2 separate regions of the Hordeum vulgare genome follow, and region 1 is linked to region 2. Evidence: chromatin contacts called from public Hi-C data. All regions are on one chromosome and are shown on one strand. Each heading gives the region's core, a stretch centred on a gene start, on an enhancer-like site or on the middle of the called end of the contact. The rest is flanking DNA. Distances are from core to core; before and after follow the strand shown. Region 1 overlaps LOC123405539. Region 2 holds the start of LOC123402822 (ethylene-responsive transcription factor 2-like).

Region 1 (4,325 bases), core at 17-2,516, 360 kb before region 2:
GGTCTCGTATCCTTAGGCCCTGTTTGAAACCATCCAAATTATATAATCCGGTTTTTATAATCTATTATGTCTTCAAACAGGAAAGATTATATTGTAGTTTATAAAAACTAAATGATCAGATTATTAAAAACTCATAATTTACTCTATCCCAGCTAAAATCATATTATGGATTACTAACGACCCATTATCCTTAGAAACTTGGAGATAATTACCTACTACCATCGTCACCGTCCTCCAAACATGTCCACCAAGATTATTACATTTGCAGCTGAAATACAGAAGACAGACATGTCATTGTACAATATAAAACCTGAGTTACAGTTTATATAATCTGGCCTCCAAACATGCCCACCTAGACTATTTTTCTAAATCAGATTATATAAACTATCTTCATAATCCAGATTATTATAATTTATTGTGGTTTCAAACATGACCTTATGCATACTTGTTGTGGTGCCAAACATAACTCGTGCTCAACATTTCTCTCTCCACGCGAGACGAAGATCAGCACAGATCGACGGCGACGAGTGCAGCCGCAGGCAGCTGGAGGAGTAAATGAGACGGTGCCGCTCGCGCCCGTACGTACGTGTCGTCGGGCGGTGACACGGCCGATCACATATCGAGTTTTACCTACTCGCATCACACAGGCACAAACTGGTCGACACGTACCCGTCCGTGTTCTTCTCGTTTCCCACCAGATGACCGGATCCGCAGGCAGGTCGGTTGTGGTTGGGTCTGAAATTTAGCCTGTACACATGCATGCACACCGCCAACAGTTTCTATCTGGCGGTAGGGGTCTTGTCAGGCCTTTTAGAGAGAGAGAGGTGTTGTCCATGGGCAATTATCGGGCATGTGGATTTCCCTTCTCCCAAACATGTGGAGAGACCTTGGCATCTTACGGTTTCAAAGGCAGCACGAAGTGGTTTCTGTAGATATTTCTCGAAGACAGGCGGGAAGCACGAAGCTGTTGTTGAGTTTAACTGCCAGCGCGAATCACGAGGTTAAACCTGACTTGCCATACCACCGGGTTCGGAACCCGTTTGTGGGCAGACCATGTCAAACGGGCGGACTAGGCGCCAAGAAGAACCGAACCCCGTTTGCGGTTCGACCCCCCCGCGCATCACGGCTCCAGACGACGCCAATTTAGGGCAGGCCGAGCCGGGGGCCCGAGCGGCGAGCCAGACGGATTTTCTCGCGTTCTGGACCCGGTTTTGTCGCGGGTCCCGAACGCTTTCAGTGCGTAAGCCTCGATCTCGCTGGGTCGACCCGTGCGTGCGTGCCGGCCGGCCGAGCGCCCACACACGCATGGCACGGCACAGAGCGCCAGGTCCTCACTTTGCGACGTCAGCCATTGTTGGGCCCAACTACTACACTACACTACACGTCTACACCACGTCCTCGTCCAGCTCTTCCGCCGGGGTCGGGCCACGCGGTTTCCTGCGAGCACACTCCCAAACTTATCCGCTGCATAGATGTCTCCGTTTCTTCGGTCATCATCGTGGCCATGCATGCATGCCAATCTTAGGCAGTGCAGTGCAGTGCAGCGCAGCGGAGCTAGATCAGATCGCCGTTGAAGCATCCACGTTCAGACCAGATCATATCACCGTTCATGCATGGACGCGTTTGCTTGCTTACCGGCAGCGCTCTCTGCTTTTAATAACTAATCCCGGTAAAAGATCGCCGCCTAGCCGTGGTCCTCCAGTGACCATATTATTTTTACGACGGCACAGTCCCTATACAGGGGCTGAGCTATCTATCATGGAACTGATGAGTGGTTACACTAGACGCCCTAGGTTCCAACGAACCGAATTCGACAGGCGCAGACACGGACACGGACGCGTGATGGGTCGACCGGAACTTGCAGGGTGAAAAAACAAGCCGACACACTCGCCATCGCCGTGACAAAACCTGCCAAATCACCTCAGCCCGGCACCCGCATTTTCGTTTTGTTTTCGGGAATATCTCGGCAGCATCCGCGTCACCGCCCGCCTGGGTTGTAACGAGCCGCTACCAATCCCGGACGAGGAGATGGCCCTATCGGTGTTGCAGGAAAGAAGGGAGTGCTTGTCACGCTGTTGCGTTTTATGTTTAATGTAAAACAGCGGCATTGCTTTGAACGCATGGACAGACGCATAATCAGTAACATCGCTCAGGTCCACCTCGGACTCGTAGTTGAGACCGATGCCAGCCAGCAACCCGCCTTCTCCGGGACTCTGGAGCCACCGATGCACCTACGTGTTCACATCTCCATTTGCAAATGTCCATCTGCTGCTTGCGGTGCAATTGCCAATTGCCATTTGCCAGACGAGTTTTTTTTACCGCGCGATGGGATGAACACAAAATCGGTGTCTCTCTGACTGACCCTGACCCTCGGCTGACCGCGTCTACTTGTAGAGGGAGGTGATCACGAAAGAAGCATGGCCGTATATACCGGAAAAAGCGCATTCTTGGACCGGCGTCGGTGGCGGCAAGCGGTTGATCCGTTCGTGCGTTTTGACGCTGGGATTTGTCCCGCAGCGACGGACGGACAGCGCGGATCGCTTCGGGCAGCCAGAATTCCCGCCGGTGATTGTTTAGCCGGAACTGAAGATCCCGAGATTTGGACACGCCGCATAATTAAGTACGGGAGACAGACCACGATGATTGTTTAGCCGGAACTGAAGATGAGATGGCGTGAGAGCTAACTTTTATCTGGCAACTTGCTCGCCCGTCGTGGGTCTTCGGGGGAGACCCTCTGTTTTTGACTGCTTCAGTCAGGTGCTGCCTGCAGAGTGAGACAAGGAACACTTCCACTGCACTAGCTGGAATCACCATGGGCTCATTTTAGTATACTACTCCTAGTAACCAGCTAACCACTACCGGCCCGGTGCCATTATCTTATGACGAGTACTGTTTGCTTGCTCTCATGGATCGTGTGGAATTCGGTCAGGCACTCAACCGGTACGACGTGTTCAATAACTGAATATGCGGGGCTCGATTACTATTAGCACAGACTCGGCTGTGTCAAATGACGCAGCTAGAGCTGGTAGTCGTCTTTTTGACATCTAAATTGGAGCTAGCAGATGCCGCGTACGGATCAGCTTCATGAATCACTAGCAGACTTGGTCTCGCTTGGATCGTGCAAGTAACTGACAAAAATTCACCTAAAAGCTCATAATAACAGCCAAGGGCCAGAGTGGTAAGCCTGCGGCTGCAGGGGACCCGTGACCCCAACTTTGTCAGCAGACCAACTTGGCCTTCCAACAGATTGAAACCATTGCTGGAAAGCTATCAGTAAGCACATTGTGGTACAAACAATAAGGGGAAAGAAAGATGTGGCAAAAACAAGACAACTGATACACTCCCCTGTACTAAATCAACGGCACTTATTCTGAGACGGAGCAAGTATTTCTTAAATCATTTGATTCGAGGAATTCAGCTGTGACTGATTGTATTGATTGTTCATAAAAGACTTGTTATACATACAATGTAAAACCTGAAGACCATGAAGTGCAAAAAGATGGGAAATAACCTAAAACCCTTGGCATATTAACTTGGTCTCACCTGAATCGTCCAAGTAACTGACAGAAAATTCACCTAAATGCATATAACGGCCGAGGACGCATGACGGAGCGGTAGTGGTAAGCCTGCAGCTGCAAGTGACCCGTGACCCGGACAAGCAATTTACAGTCACCAACTTCAGCTCCCAACTGACAATACGCAGCAAGAAGGAGACATTTGCCCCCAATGGTACAGAGAAAATTCTGGGCATAAAGAAACTAACGATCTCACATATATATTTCGTTAGTCATTTGATTCGAGGAGTTCAGCTGTAACTGATTGTATTGACTGTTCAGAAAAGATTTCTCATATTTACAGTATAAGACCTGAAGGAATGAATCTGCCTTCAAAAAGACGAAAAATAATCTAAAACCCTCAAAAAGAAGGCTATATAGGCTGCGCACGCTGAATATCAGGATATGTCCATTGCTTCCAGAATCTCAAAATGCATCAGCACACTGCGTGGTCTACCATCAAAGTACTTCTTTTCAGATAGCGTCAGTCTCCCTTCACATTTGTTGGCCTCGTCCCGAAGCAACCGCAGCATCGTGTTTTTCTCGGCCAGGATCCATGGGCGGTCCGGATCAGACCACTGCCTCGGAGTCCCATGAAGGACGAAACGGAGAGTATCACTAGTCTGGGAGACATAGCTGGCTATCCCCTTGATCGTCGCATGGTCAGTAGTGTATGCTCCAGCACAATTGAGGCCAACATCCAAATAATGGAACTCGGAAATACTTGACAAAACATCACTAGCTGTAGCGGGAACAAGTAGATCGGCAGTC
Region 2 (4,871 bases), core at 1,559-4,058:
TAGTAATGCATAACTGAAGTTGCCATTATCTAAATAGTCCAGCACCTCCACAGAAGAGTTGTAATACTCAAGTTCACTTACTGCTCCTAAGAAAATGCCACCATGCTCAATTTCCAGTGTGAAAAAAGGAATGCAAACACTTTTTCCCATTAATGAATCACACACTGCATCCAAACAGGGCAAAATTCAGTTAAAACTAGAGCTGTCTGCCTAAATACCCTAACCTAAATGAAACACACAACAACATATGTTACACAACAACACAACAACTCTTCTTCTCACCAGATCTAACAAAAAATGAAACAAACAACAACACAAGAACAGCTGCCTGCCTAAATACCCTAACCTAAATCCATAATCAGATGTACAACATATGTTACTCACCAACTCTTCTTCTCACCAGAGAATAGCATGAATCAGATGTACTAACAAGGGAGAAGAGACCTAACAGCAGCAAACCAAAGAGTGAGGAGGAGATAACGAGGGAGAAGAGACCTACCATAATCTGGGGGGTACACAGAGGGCGGCCGGACGAGGTGTGTCGACGCAGGCGGTTCCCGGCCGCCGAAGAACTCCGGCGACGCCATGACCCGAAGATAAGCTGCCGCGCGCGAGGAAGCAGAGGGAAAGAACAGAGAGGAAAAGTGTTGGAAATATGCCCTAGAGGCAATAATAAATAAGTTATTATTATATTTCTTTGTTCATGATAATCGTTTATTATCCATGCTATAATTGTATTGATTGGAAACACAGTGCATGTGTGGATACATAGACAAAATACTGTCCCTAGTAAGCCTCTAGTTGACTAGCTCGTTGATCAAAGATGGTCAAGGTTTCCTGACCATAGGCAAGTGTTGTCACTTGATAACGGGATCACATCATTAGGAGAATCATGTGATGGACTAGACCCAAACTAATAGACGTAGCATGTTGATCGTGTCATTTTGTTGCTACTGTTTTCTGCGTGTCAAGTATTTGTTCCTATGACCATGAGATCATATAACTCACTAACACCGGAGGAATGCTTTGTGTGTATCAAACGTTGCAACGTAACTGGGTGACTATAAAGATGCTCTACAGGTATCTCCGAAGGTGTTCGTTGAGTTAGTATGGATCGAGACTCGGATTTGTCACTCCGTATGACGGAGAGGTATCTCGGGGCCCACTCGGTAATACAACATCACACACAAGCCTTGCAAGCAATGTGACTTAGTGTAAGTTGCGGGATCTTGTATTACGGAATGAGTAAAGAGACTTGCCGGTAAACGAGATTGAAATAGGTATACGGATACTGATGATCGAATCTCGGGCAAGTAACATACCGAAGGACAAAGGGAATGGCATACGGGATTATATGAATCCTTGGCACCTAGGTTCAAACGATAAGATCTTCGTAGAATATGTAGGATCCAATATGGGCATCCAGGTCCCGCTATTGGATATTGACCGAGGAGTCTCTCGGGTCTGCACACTTAAGGTTCGACGTTGTTTTATGCGTATTTGAGTTATATGGTTGGTTCCAAATGTTGTTCGGAGTCCCGGATGAGATCACGGACGTCACGAGGGTTTCCGGAATGGTCCGGAAACGAAGATTGATATATAGGATGACCTCATTTGGTTACCGGAAGGTTTTCGTGCATTACCGGAAAAGTTTCGGGCTCATCGGTAGTGTACTGGGAGTGCCGGGAGGGGTGCCGGGGACCATCAGGAGGGGTGTCACGCCCCAAGGGGTCTCATGGGCTATGGGAAGAGATAAATCAGCCCCTAGTGGGCTGAAATAAGTTCCACTAAGGCCCATAAGGTTTGAGAAGGAAAAAACACAAGGTGGAAAGAGTTTCCAAGTGGGAAGGTGGAATCCTACTCCAAGTAGGATTGGAGTAGGACTCCTCCACCTCCAATTTCGGCCAAACCTTTAGGTTTTGAGGCTGCCTCCTCCCCTCCCTCCCTCCTATATATAGTGGGGTTTTATGGTTGATTTGAGACAACTTTTGCCACGGCAGCCCGACCACATACCTCCACGGTTTTACCTCTAGATCGCGTTTGTGCGGAGCTCGGGCGGAGCCCTGCTGAGATTAGATCACCACCAACCTCCGGAGCGCCGTCACGCTGCCGGAGAACTCATCTACCTCTCCGTCTCTCTTGCTGGATCAAGAAGGCCGAGATCATCGTCGAGGTGTACGTGTGCTGAACGCGGAGGTGCCGTCCGTTCGGCACTAGATCGGAACGGATCGTGGGACGGATCGTGGGACGGTTCGTGGGACAGTTCGCGGGGCGGATCGAGGGACGTGAGGACGTTCCACTACATCAACCGCGTTTCTTAACGCTTCTGCTGTGCGATCTACAAGGGTACGTAGATCGGAAATCCCCTCTCATAGATGGACATCACCATGATAGGTCTTCGTGCGCGTAGGAAATTTTTTGTTTCCCATGCAACGTTCCCCAACAAAAAGGGGGCGCACGAGGGAGAAGAACGATAGAACAGAGAGGAAGCATCGACCGCACGAGGGAGAAAGAGACACTGCTCCCGTTGTTCCAACAGTAGTTACTAGGTTTATTAAATGCAGGTGTTTCTCAAATAGCAACAACACACTAATAACTGACAAAGGGAAGGGCTACTTTGCAAAACAACCAAGACTGCCCCACTCTGTCCACTTGGCGCGCTGTGAGTGGCTGTGGACTAAAAGTGCACAAGAGGTGCAAGTTCTAGGATGAAATAGGTGCACTTTGCTACTTTTAGGATCAAACCATCACATTGCTAACAAGTTCTAGTATCCCAATGCTATTACCTCAAAAGAAATGAAGGAGTAGTTAGTAAACTCGTTGATACTTATGTTAGCGTGAGTACTCCACTAATCCACTACACCATCACCATCTTCCAAAACGATAAGAAAAAAAAGAATCCAATCACGTGCGGTTAAAGCAGGAACGTTCGGCGAAACTGGAAGCACGTGACACCCTTCCGCGCTCTGTATATAAACCGGGGACCGAAACCAGCTCCTCCACAGAATCCATCCACTGACCCGCGAATTCGAAGAGCAAACTCAAATCATCCTAGGACCAAACGCGACTACACCGGACAAGATGCTGCTGCTTAATCCGGCGGTCGAGGCGGCGGTGCTGGACAGCATCCGGCAGCAGCTCCTGGAGGAGCCGACGGCGCCGGCGCGGCCTGCGTACTGCCGGAGCGCGAGCTTCGGCAGCCTCGTGGCGGACCAGTGGAGCGAGTCGCTCCCGTTCCGGCCCAACGACGCCGACGACATGGTCGTCTACGGCGCCCTCCGCGACGCCTTCTCTTGCGGCTGGCTCCCCGACGGCTCCTTCGCCGCCGTCAAGCCCGAGCCCCTGCCTTCCCCTGACCCGTACGACGGCTCCTGCCTCGGCAGCTTCCTCGCGTCGCCCGGGCCCGCCACGCCGGACGAGGCGGCGTCGACGGCAACGTGGACGGAGGAGGCCGAGGTGGCGGCGACGGCATCGAGGGGGAGGCACTTCAGAGGCGTGAGGCAGCGGCCGTGGGGCAAGTTCGCGGCGGAGATCCGGGACCCGGCCAAGAACGGCGCGCGCGTGTGGCTCGGCACCTTTGACAGCGCCGAGGACGCCGCCGTGGCGTACGACCGCGCCGCCTACCGCATGCGCGGCTCCCGCGCGCTCCTCAACTTCCCGCTCCGCATCGGCTCCGAGATCGCCGCCGCAGCAGCAGCCGCGGGTCAGAAGCGCGCGTCTCCCGAGCCTGCGAGCTCCGACTCTGCTTCTCCCTCCTCCAGCGCGCCCGGGTCGTCGAAGCGGAGGAAGAGAGGCGAGGCGGCGGCAGCGTCCATGGCCATGGCTCTGGTGCCGCCCACGCCGGTGCAGGCTCCGGTCCAGCTCATCCTCCCAGCCCAGCCGTGGCTCGCCACCGGCGCCGTCCAGCAGCTAGTGAGCTGAAGCGGCGAAGCAATCAGTGGTCGTTCTCATGAGCTTCATGCGTTGAGCAAATGGAGGAGAGGAACAGGGCATCTCCACGGGTCAATGGCGTAATGCGTCGATCAAAGAAACTGCGACCAGTTGGAGGCAATTACGCGCCGCGCCACGCCACGCCACGCCATTGTGAAGTTTGTGTGGTTCCGTGTGAAACTTGTCGCTAGAGTTAGTGGCGTCGGCACAGTAGCAACTAGCAAGTGGGTGCAGTGGAATTCTGGAAGCCGGTTTGTAAGAGGTGGTGAGGGTGCAGTCGCAAAACTTGCATGACCGTTCTCTTCTCCAATGGAGAATCTTCTTTGTTCAACTGCTGTTTGGTACTACGATAAGTGAGTGATTCCTTTTAAATTTGCAGGTTTCACTTTGATATGATAGTTTAATACTACCAGAGAAGAATATACATCGACGAATGAAGAAATGTCTGCGTTGAGACCGGGAAGGAGCACATGTTTTTGACTGTTAAAAAACTGGGACGAGAGGCGATGCACGGCACGATTAGCCGGAAGGTTTTGTCAACGGACAGAGACCTGAAGGCCAATCCAGAATTCCAGTGGACCACTAGCGGCCCTCGCTGAATTAAACAAACGTGAAATACGATGCGGCAGGGGCGAGGCTAACACGCACTTGCGGATTAAACTAGCGTTGCTTTGCTTGCTTTGTGCCGTTTAGGTAATCATCAACTTTGAAGCGAGGCACAAAGGAGTCAAGATATCATTTTGATCACGCCTGGATATATTATACTCCCTCTATAAACTAATATAAAAAAGTTTAGATCACTTATATTAGTTTATAAAGGAAGTACTCCCTCCGTTCCTAAATATAAGTCTTTTAAAAGATTTCACTAAATGACTATATACGGAGCAAAATGAGTGAATAATCTACACTTTAAAGTATGTTATATACATCCATATATAGTC

The links. Hi-C and Micro-C count contacts between places; a contact is called where the count stands out from the background.
Region 1: a contact with region 2 is called in a Hi-C map of seedling, with 7 times the contacts expected there. The contact joins the enhancer-like site here to the promoter of LOC123402822 in region 2. A contact is called at or near these places in 2 of 6 Hi-C or Micro-C datasets (leaf and seedling) and 1 of 1 datasets of contacts at active chromatin or transcription factors (embryo).

Annotation. Positions count from the first base shown.
Region 1 is chr6H:408,488,537-408,492,861 of MorexV3_pseudomolecules_assembly, reverse strand. It overlaps LOC123405539, which reads right to left. Exons shown (of 4, transcript XM_045099193.1): 4 at 3,751-4,325. The coding sequence ends at 3,953. Among protein-coding and RNA genes, the nearest start is that of LOC123403589, 8.3 kb to the left of the region's middle. Within about 2 kb of position 1,266, at least 3 of the 3 cell types and tissues checked have open chromatin away from gene starts, as enhancers often do. A contact at or near this core is called in leaf and seedling, where this site is marked.
Region 2 is chr6H:408,132,429-408,137,299 of MorexV3_pseudomolecules_assembly, reverse strand. It overlaps LOC123402822 (ethylene-responsive transcription factor 2-like), which reads left to right and starts at 2,808. Exons shown (of 1, transcript XM_045096780.1): 1 at 2,808-4,302. The coding sequence starts at 3,082. The coding sequence ends at 3,921.